Regions from separate parts of the Sus scrofa genome. Here regions 1 and 2 are each linked to region 3. A link is a contact called in public Hi-C and promoter capture Hi-C data. All regions are on one chromosome and are shown on one strand. Each heading gives the region's core, a stretch centred on a gene start, on an enhancer-like site or on the middle of the called end of the contact. The rest is flanking DNA. Distances are from core to core; before and after follow the strand shown. Region 1 holds the start of LOC110261478 (histone H1.1). Region 2 holds the start of ABT1 (activator of basal transcription 1). Region 3 holds the start of LOC100621915 (histone H2B type 1-N).

Evidence for each region. Promoter capture Hi-C pulls out the DNA fragments that hold promoters and counts their contacts. Hi-C and Micro-C count contacts between places; a contact is called where the count stands out from the background.
Region 1: a contact with region 3 is called in a Hi-C map of mesenteric adipose tissue, with 2.1 times the contacts expected there. The contact joins the promoter of LOC110261478 here to the promoter of LOC100621915 in region 3. A contact is called at or near these places in 11 of 47 Hi-C or Micro-C datasets (alveolar macrophages, blood, differentiating spermatogonia and 8 more) and 2 of 2 datasets of contacts at active chromatin or transcription factors (alveolar macrophages and skeletal muscle).
Region 2: a contact with region 3 is called in a promoter capture Hi-C map of liver, with 6 times the contacts expected there. The contact joins the promoter of ABT1 here to the promoter of LOC100621915 in region 3. A contact is called at or near these places in 2 of 5 promoter capture datasets (fetal skeletal muscle and liver) and 2 of 2 datasets of contacts at active chromatin or transcription factors (alveolar macrophages and skeletal muscle).

Annotation. Positions count from the first base shown.
Region 1 is chr7:20,716,611-20,719,310 of Sscrofa11.1, forward strand. It overlaps LOC110261478 (histone H1.1), which reads right to left and starts at 1,306. Exons shown (of 2, transcript XM_021098429.1): 1 at 693-1,306; 2 at 513-690. The coding sequence starts at 1,233. The coding sequence ends at 578.
Region 2 is chr7:21,023,366-21,026,065 of Sscrofa11.1, forward strand. ABT1 (activator of basal transcription 1) reads left to right here and starts at 1,276. Exons shown (of 3, transcript XM_001926306.7): 1 at 1,276-1,562; 2 at 2,243-2,448; 3 at 2,605-2,700. The coding sequence starts at 1,331. LOC102162475 (a long non-coding RNA gene) reads right to left here and starts at 1,192. Exons shown (of 2, transcript XR_002346131.1): 1 at 1,063-1,192.
Region 3 is chr7:21,605,382-21,608,081 of Sscrofa11.1, forward strand. It overlaps LOC100621915 (histone H2B type 1-N), which reads left to right and starts at 1,373. Exons shown (of 2, transcript XM_013977505.2): 1 at 1,373-1,857. The coding sequence starts at 1,455. LOC100525821 reads right to left here. Exons shown (of 4, transcript XM_021099852.1): 3 at 1,874-1,885. It overlaps LOC100154508 (histone H2A type 1-F-like), which reads right to left and starts at 1,186. Exons shown (of 1, transcript XM_013977504.2): 1 at 677-1,186. The coding sequence starts at 1,140. The coding sequence ends at 748.

The DNA.
Region 1 (2,700 bases), core at 56-2,555, 890 kb before region 3:
CCAGAGGGTCTCCATCATCCCTAAGGTCAGACAGCTCCCCAGCCACACCCTGTAGTGTTAAGCCTTAAGTTTCACTGGTTACAATTTTTCACAGGGCCACCCCATTTTGTAAAATGCCGATTTAGCAATATCACCCTAGAATGTAATGCCCCCAGAAATCTCAAGAGAACACTCAGGAATTGTAGGGACAAACCAGCATATAGTATAAGGACCCAGCCCGAGCCACAGGTTCAAACACAGCTACAGGTAATTACCACGGAAAACCGATATGAGGAGACCTGGACAGGCCCCCAACATTCCCCCAGGTATTTATGTAAAGATGCCCAAGATTCAGGCAAAAGAGCTCCTGAGCCTCTGCTGGGAGACCAGAAAACGCTAGTTTCTTCAGTAGTTAACTTAGGACCCCACAGCAAAGTTTACCCTGAGCCTCTACATTGTGGGACAAACACAGCCTTAGAAACGCTGCATTTGCAAAGACTGCAGTTTGTAAGGTTTCTCTGTACTAAAGCTCTTTCTTTGAAATAAGTTGGTGGCTCTTAAAAGAGCCGTTGGGTTACTGAAGATTCCAACCGGAACTTTACTTCTTCTTGGGTGCTGCCTTCTTGGGCTTCGTGGCAGTCTTTGGCTTGGTCACCTTTGCCTTGGCAGCTTTGGGTTTCACAGCCTTGGCTTTGGCAGGGCTCTTAGCCACTTTTTAGGCTTCACAGCCTTGGGCTTCTTGGGACTCTTGGAAGGCTTCTTCGCTACCGCTGGCTTTTTAGCCTTTTTCGGAGTCTTGACAGCCTTCTTAGCAGCAGCCGCCCCGGTGGCCTTCTTGGGCTTCTTAGAAGCACTAGTTGCCTTAGCTTTCGCTGCCACTTTTGTGGCGCTGGGCTTGGCTTCCACAGAGGCCACTTTCTTGTTGAGTTTGAAAGAACCGGAGGCGCCGGTACCCTTGGTCTGCACTAGGGTGCCTTTGCTCACCAGGCTCTTGAGACCCAGCTTGATGCGGCTGTTGTTCTTCTCCACATCGTAGCCGGCAGCCGCCAGTGCCTTCTTGAGCGCAGCCAGGGACACGCCGCTGCGCTCCTTAGAGGAGGAAACGGCCTGCACGATCAGCTCCGAAACTGAAGGACCCGCAGGCTTTTTCTTCGCAGCTGCTACAGCTTTCGCAGGCTTCTTCGTCTTTTTGCCAGCCGAAGGCTTCTCCGGAGGAGTGGAAGCAGCCGGGGCGGGCGGCGCGGTCTCGGACATGGTGAGAGCAGAACAAGAATAGGAAAACAGCTAGGACCTGACAAAGCAGTAAGACAGCACGAGCCCGGACGCGCGGTATTTATAGGGCGGGGCCGCGCTGTGATTGGTGCGCGCCGGCGCCCGCCCCCGGCACCCTAGCGCCCCCTGCGTTCCCCCCAGGGTCTCAGAAGGCAGTCGCCGGCACCTGAACCCTATGGTCCCGCTTCCCTGGCGCTGGCACTGAGGCGCCCAACAACAAACCCTCCACCCTTCTCGCCGGTTGCCTCGTGGAGACAAATACTAGGCAAGGGAGAGTACGGCTTTGCTGCCCATTACCATCAGAGGGTGCTGTTTCCCTTTTAAAAAATGCAGGGTTTATTTGCAGGTCGGGGCGCTGTAAGGCAATCACGTAAGAATCAAAGAGTTTCACCTGAGCCTTCACCTCTAGGAAGCAAGGTCAGGGACATTCGTTCCTAACTGCAATAAATGCAAAAGGTTGGGAGGGAGAGGAAATCGAGGGGTTGGAGGCCTGATCTGCAGGTTCGAGACAAGTTCTCATTGATGCCACTGCCTTTCCTGGCAGCTCTGAACAGTGATGTGTGGTAAAGACCGGAGGCACTGGCGCTCTTGGTCCGCACCAGGATGCATTATGTATTTGGGGCAAAAGAATTTGAAAAACAGAGGAACTGGCTAACACCGCAATTAGCATTAAAGTTGCGCCTATGGAAAACATAGCATGCAAACAGTTTCTGTTAATTGCAGTTTGTTCCTGCAGCCCAATGGGCTTAGCGAACTTTCAATGCCTTTTCATACTCACAACATAGCCCAACCTCAAAACCTAACGCATGATGGGCGCAAGCAAGCTGTGGGTGAACTAAACTGTTCTCAGACATTGCTCGTGGGGAGGTGTTGGGGGAGGGGAGATGGGGATAAATTGCCTTAGTTTGAAAGCAAGAGGGTCGGGCCCAAGGTATAATGTTAAGGCCATCTCCCTTTAATTTGTTTGTGGCTGTAAAATTGTTAATGATGCTAAAATGATTTCATATTACTAATCAAACTACTGAGAGAATAAAATGCCTCTCTCACAATTCGGCCCTGGGCAGTCGCCTAGGACCAGGGCAAATGAAGTAGTGACGTGTAATTCCCGCGCGCGTGCGCGCGCGCGCGACTGCGGTTTTCAAACAAGTCCGCACTAGCCTGAGTAACTTGAGCCTCCCTGGTTTTCCTCAACATAAGAGCTCTACGTTAATGCTTCCATAAGCCTTTGATGTGTTTTCTCTAATAGTTTTTTCATTCTCTTGAGAGTCTTGTTTACAAAATGTATCGTGCAATTTCTAAGAATTTGGAAGAGAACAATTGGAGCTATGATTCTTAGTTTAAAGGACAGTTATAACAGACATACAATCTTTCTCCAAGAGGAAGGTTACATAAGTAAATACTTCTGGAAAAGAACAAGCATTTCTTAGAGGAATGTGGCATTTAATCAAA
Region 2 (2,700 bases), core at 26-2,525, 580 kb before region 3:
GTGTCCTTCTACCCCCAAATGCAGGGAGTGCACATTTCACATGAGAGATTTATTTCCTGCTTTCAGGGAAACAGAAAGAAGTGTTAGAGAGTTCCCCTTGTATTGACCATGTCTTCAGTAAACATTAATTCAAAATAACCAATATGCCATTCAGGCACATTTTGGGGTGGCCCACCCTGGGCCCTCAAACCGTGAAAATAAGTCCCAGAGAGAATAAAGCTCGGTGATCCAGGAGGGGGCCTAAATCAGGACCATGTACACATTTGACGACAGGTATTTGTAACGTAAGTATAAATATGAATCATGTATCAATACAAACGTAAAACAGGCACCAAATAAGTTTTTTTTAAAAGAAATAATCGTCATGCATTCAAAATTTTTAGACATCTTACAAAATCAAATTTTATTTTTGTCTTTTTGCCTTTTCTAGGGCCGCACCCGCGGCATGTGGAGGTTCCCAGGCTAGGGGTCTAATCGGAGCTGTCGCCGCCAGCCTACTCCAGGGCCACAGCAACGCGGGCTCCGAGCCGCGTCTGCAACCTACACCACAGCTCAAGACAACGCCGGATCCTGAACCTACTGAGCAAGGCAAGGGATCAAACCCGCAACCTCATGGTTCCTAGTTGGCTTCGTTAACCACTGCGCCACGATGGGAACTTCACAAAATCAAATTTAAAAATATTTTAAAATAAATTTTTTTAAACTAATAGCTCACAAATGAAATTTTCAAAAATGTAGCCAGATTTCCAAAACTTATATTTCCAAAGTTAGGTTACATTTCCAAACTTCAATTTGAAATCTTCAAATCCCTAAGTTAAATTTTGAAAAATAATTAAAATTTCAAAACTCAATTAATTAATTAAAAAAACTGAAATTTAAGTAAACTTTACAAATTGCGTCATCCCCCAACCTGAGTCGCACCTGAGCCCCTTGGGTAAAATACTATGTTGTGTTCTTGCTAGAACACAGAGTCCTCCAAAATTTCCGGAAGAGCCCTCCTCATCCCATCTTTTTACATTTCACCAAGGAGTTCTGTACTGTAAGTTGTACTTGGTGGTCTACCTCTCCAGTTCTGCCTCTTCAGCTCAGGAGTCAAGTCATTTCGCCTCTCCTAATCCTCTGATGCTGCTCCCTTGCTTCGAATCTCCCGGCTGACCCGGGGCCCACTTCCGCCGTCGCCGTTAGGCCTGGAACCGCCCGTTCCGAACAATCCTGTTCTTTCATTTGTCAACCCCTGGACAAACCCCGCCCCCTCGACGCAGGAAGTCGTAAACGGTGCGCGTCAGAGGCGCGGCGCCTTACGGCTGTCTTGCTTTACTTACCGGCAAGCATGGAGGCAGAGGAGTCGAATAAGGAAGCCGCTGTGTTGGAGCCTGTGGAAGGGAACGACCAGAAACCAGAAGCAGAGGAGGAATCTGAAGAAACGGCTGGCGGCAGCAAGAAACGGGTAGTGCCGGGTATTGTGTACCTGGGCCACATCCCACCCCGGTTTAGGCCTTTGCACGTACGGAACCTTCTTAGCGCCTACGGCGAGGTCGGGCGTGTGTTTTTCCAGCCGGAAGGTAAGTGCTGAGGCAGTGGTGATGAGGGGTGGAGGGTGATGCTTGCAGATGGTGAGCACACAGTGCGTGTCCTGTTGCCTCGGCTGCGCGGATCCCAGGCACGAACCGAGCCGGGGCCCCGCGTGTGGCTTTTTTAGTAAATAGGTAGTCCACACTTTCCTTAGGAGGTGGGCCTGAGGTGTGGTTAGCGCAGTATGACTAGTTGAGCCTTAGTTTTCGAATAGCTAACTTTTAGATTTTAATTTCGGCTTCCCCAATCCCTCTTTCCCGAGACGAATTTACCAGTTTGTTAAATGGGTATAGCCTGCAGTAAAATCCCAGTGGCTTTTCCACAAAACTGAACATAACCCTTTGCCATCGCGGTCCAGGTCAAAAGACGGTATACGTACGGTCAGCCGTCTGCAACTTCTTATAACCCTAAATTGGAATTAGGGTTAGAGGGCCATGCTGGTTTTATATAGAATGTTCAGGGCAGATCTGATTAAGGAGTTGACATCTGAGCAAAGGATTGAATTAGACAAGGGAGAAAGGGTGGACCTTTCAGTTCTCCTTTTCTGAGCAAAGATCTTGGGGTGGGATCCTGGCCCTTGGGCAGATTTGGAGACTTCGGCAAGTGGAAGGTACAATTGAGTGGGTGCTGCGTCGGCTTGCTTGACCACTGCTCTCCCTTTGGCTCGCAGACGGCTTCGTGAGGCGCAAAAAGAAGGCAGCAGCAGCCTCCACCACAGGAGGGAAAAAGCGTTCCAAGTACAGCAAGGACTACACCGAGGGCTGGGTGGAGTTCCGAGACAAGCGAGTAGCCAAGCGTGTGGCGGCCAGTCTGCACAACACGCCCATGGGCTCCCGCAGGCGCAGTCCCTTCCGTTATGACCTGTGGAACCTCAAGGTGAGGGCATTGGCTTGTCTACCCCACAGCTCATACTCCTGCCTTCCCAGCCCCAGCCCTTGGACCTCTATAACCTCTCGGTGGCCCTGTTCCTCCCATCTCTTCTCCATCTCTGACCTGCCCTACCCAGATCTTCTCTTGTTTTCCTGTCCACAGTACCTGCACCGTTTTACTTGGTCCCACCTCAGCGAGCATCTTGCCTTTGAGCGCCAGGTGCGCAGGCAGCGCCTGAGGGCGGAGGTTGCCCAGGCC
Region 3 (2,700 bases), core at 123-2,622:
TGCAGTTGAGACATATATAGGAAATTCAAGTATTTCAGAAAACTCAAAACTTATTCCAGTGGACTAGGAATGCTATAGAAACTCGTTCTCATCAAAATTTTTCATAAGGAAAAGTACACATTGACTGATGTGGAGAATTGAAGGCCCTCTCTAGCTAGGGTGACTTGGTGATTGGAGGGAAGGGTGAGAGTGATGATGGGAGAAGGAAGTAAAAAAATTGACATCATAGGACTAAGAACCTGATATGGCAATTTACAATACCCACTTTTCATATTTGTTAAGGCAACCACTTCCAAATGTAGTTTCCATAGTGTCTTTACTTCATCATTTACGTTAAGTTCACTATGAAATGTATTCTCTACCTGAAGCTATTTAAACAAAGAATTTACCTGCCTGGATTACTACTGTATTGCCATTTAGTAAAGTGAGTGGTGCAAAGATTCTACCGATTTAGGAGAATGAGGCTAAGATCACAGGGTGCTAGTTTTTGTCTCAGGACTTTGACTCTGTAGGGGAACTACAGAGATGCGTGAATCTTGCTCTCCTCTAAATTTAATTGAGATTACTGAGGAAAACAGTTTCATGTTTAGGAAAGCAACTAACGTACTAGGGAAAGTCCCTGGCCAAACTTTGCTACCTGAAAAACAGTGCGACTTCAAAAGCACAGCTCCTTTTGTTGCTAAAGTAGGTGGCTCTGAAAAGAGCCTTTGGTTTGGGAAGGTCTGAGTTACAAAGGACACCAAACCTCTACTTGCCCTTAGGCTTGTGGTGGCTCTCAGTTTTCTTGGGCAGTAGTACCGCCTGGATGTTGGGCAGGACGCCGCCCTGAGCGATGGTGACTTTGCCCAGCAACTTGTTGAGCTCCTCGTCGTTGCGGATGGCCAGCTGCAAGTGCCGCGGAATAATGCGCGTCTTCTTGTTGTCGCGGGCCGCGTTGCCCGCCAGCTCCAGGATCTCAGCTGTCAAGTACTCCAGCACAGCAGCCAAATACACTGGCGCGCCGGCGCCAACCCGCTCGGAATAATTTCCTTTGCGGAGCAGACGGTGAACTCTTCCCACTGGGAACTGAAGTCCGGCTCGGGAAGAGCGCGTTTTAGCCTTGGCGCGAGTTTTACCACCTTGCTTACCCCGTCCAGACATGATCAATGAAATAAACACAACCGGTACAATAAGTTGTGGAGCTATACAGTAAGTGCTACCATTTATAGTCTTTACAGGGCGCGAAAATGAAAGTGTGCCATTGGCCAAAGCCGCAGTTTTTCTTAACCCAATGAAATCCTAGCTTTGAAATACACTTATTTTGATTGGTCAAAACTATCAAGTGACGTGTCCACGATTCACCACCAATCATGACTTTGCTCGCTGCCTCCTTTGTATAAGAAGCTGAGAACGGAGCAGACGGTCTCATTCTCTTTCCTTTTACCTTTGGGTTGTTCGCAGATTGATTCCTGACTATGCCTGAGCCCTCCAAGTCCGCTCCGGCCCCAAAGAAGGGCTCCAAGAAGGCGGTGACCAAGGCGCAGAAGAAGGATGGCAAGAAGCGTAAACGCAGCCGCAAGGAGAGCTACTCGGTGTACGTGTACAAGGTGCTGAAGCAGGTCCACCCCGACACCGGCATCTCGTCCAAGGCCATGGGCATCATGAACTCCTTCGTCAACGACATCTTTGAGCGCATTGCCGGCGAGGCCTCGCGGCTGGCGCATTACAACAAGCGCTCGACCATCACGTCCCGGGAGATCCAGACGGCCGTGCGCTGCTGCTGCCCGGGGAGCTGGCCAAGCACGCCGTGTCCGAGGGCACCAAGGCTGTCACCAAGTACACCAGCTCCAAGTGAGCCAGCCTGCAGCGGAGCGACTGGTAAGGCTCGTCCCACATCACAAAGGCTCTTTTCAGAGCCACTCAGTCTTCTAAAGAGACCTGGCACTCACTTTATACAGAGGTTTTTTTTATTTGCTGCAAAGAAGCAATTTCCGCTTTTTTTTTTTGATCTTGTTAGAAGTTACTTCCACTAAGATGTAGGTGGCGCTGCAGCAACGCTCAATATTGTGTTAAATGTTTATGTCGAGAAGGATCAGGTGCATGATAGACAAGTGTAGTAAAGGAAACAAAATAGTTTTTTGTTTGCTTTTTAGGGCCGCATCCTCGTGGTGTGTGGAGCTTCCCAGACTAGGGGTTGAATCAGTTGTAGCCGCTCGCCTACGCCACAGCAACGCAGGATCCTTAACCCACTGAGCGAGGCCAGGGATCGAGCCGTAACGTCATGGTTCCTAGTCGAATTCGTTTTAGCTGTGCCGCGATGGGAATTTCCAAAATACCGTTTCCTAAAACAAAACCCTCTCGCCTTTTAAAATATCACCCTGGCAAAAGCTTTCGTGAACAATCCCTTGAGAGCTCCATCTTTAATTTGAACTTAAACGTACCTGACTAAAGCGCTTGGCACACAGCAGAAAGGTACAATCATTTTTGTTTGTTTGTTTTTTTCCCCATATTTTTCTTTGGCGAGAGATGCCGGCTCTTTTCCATGAGTTTGGATTTGCCGAATAGCAAGTTGGAAAGGTAGTAAAGAAAGAAATGGAAGTGAGAACCCAGTTCAGATCTTCGCACGCATCTATCAAGTTCCACCTTGGATTGGTAGCCAATCCAGATGCTGCGCTCGCAATTTGAAGCTTACAACGGTTTCCCTTTGTGAATTAAGCCTAA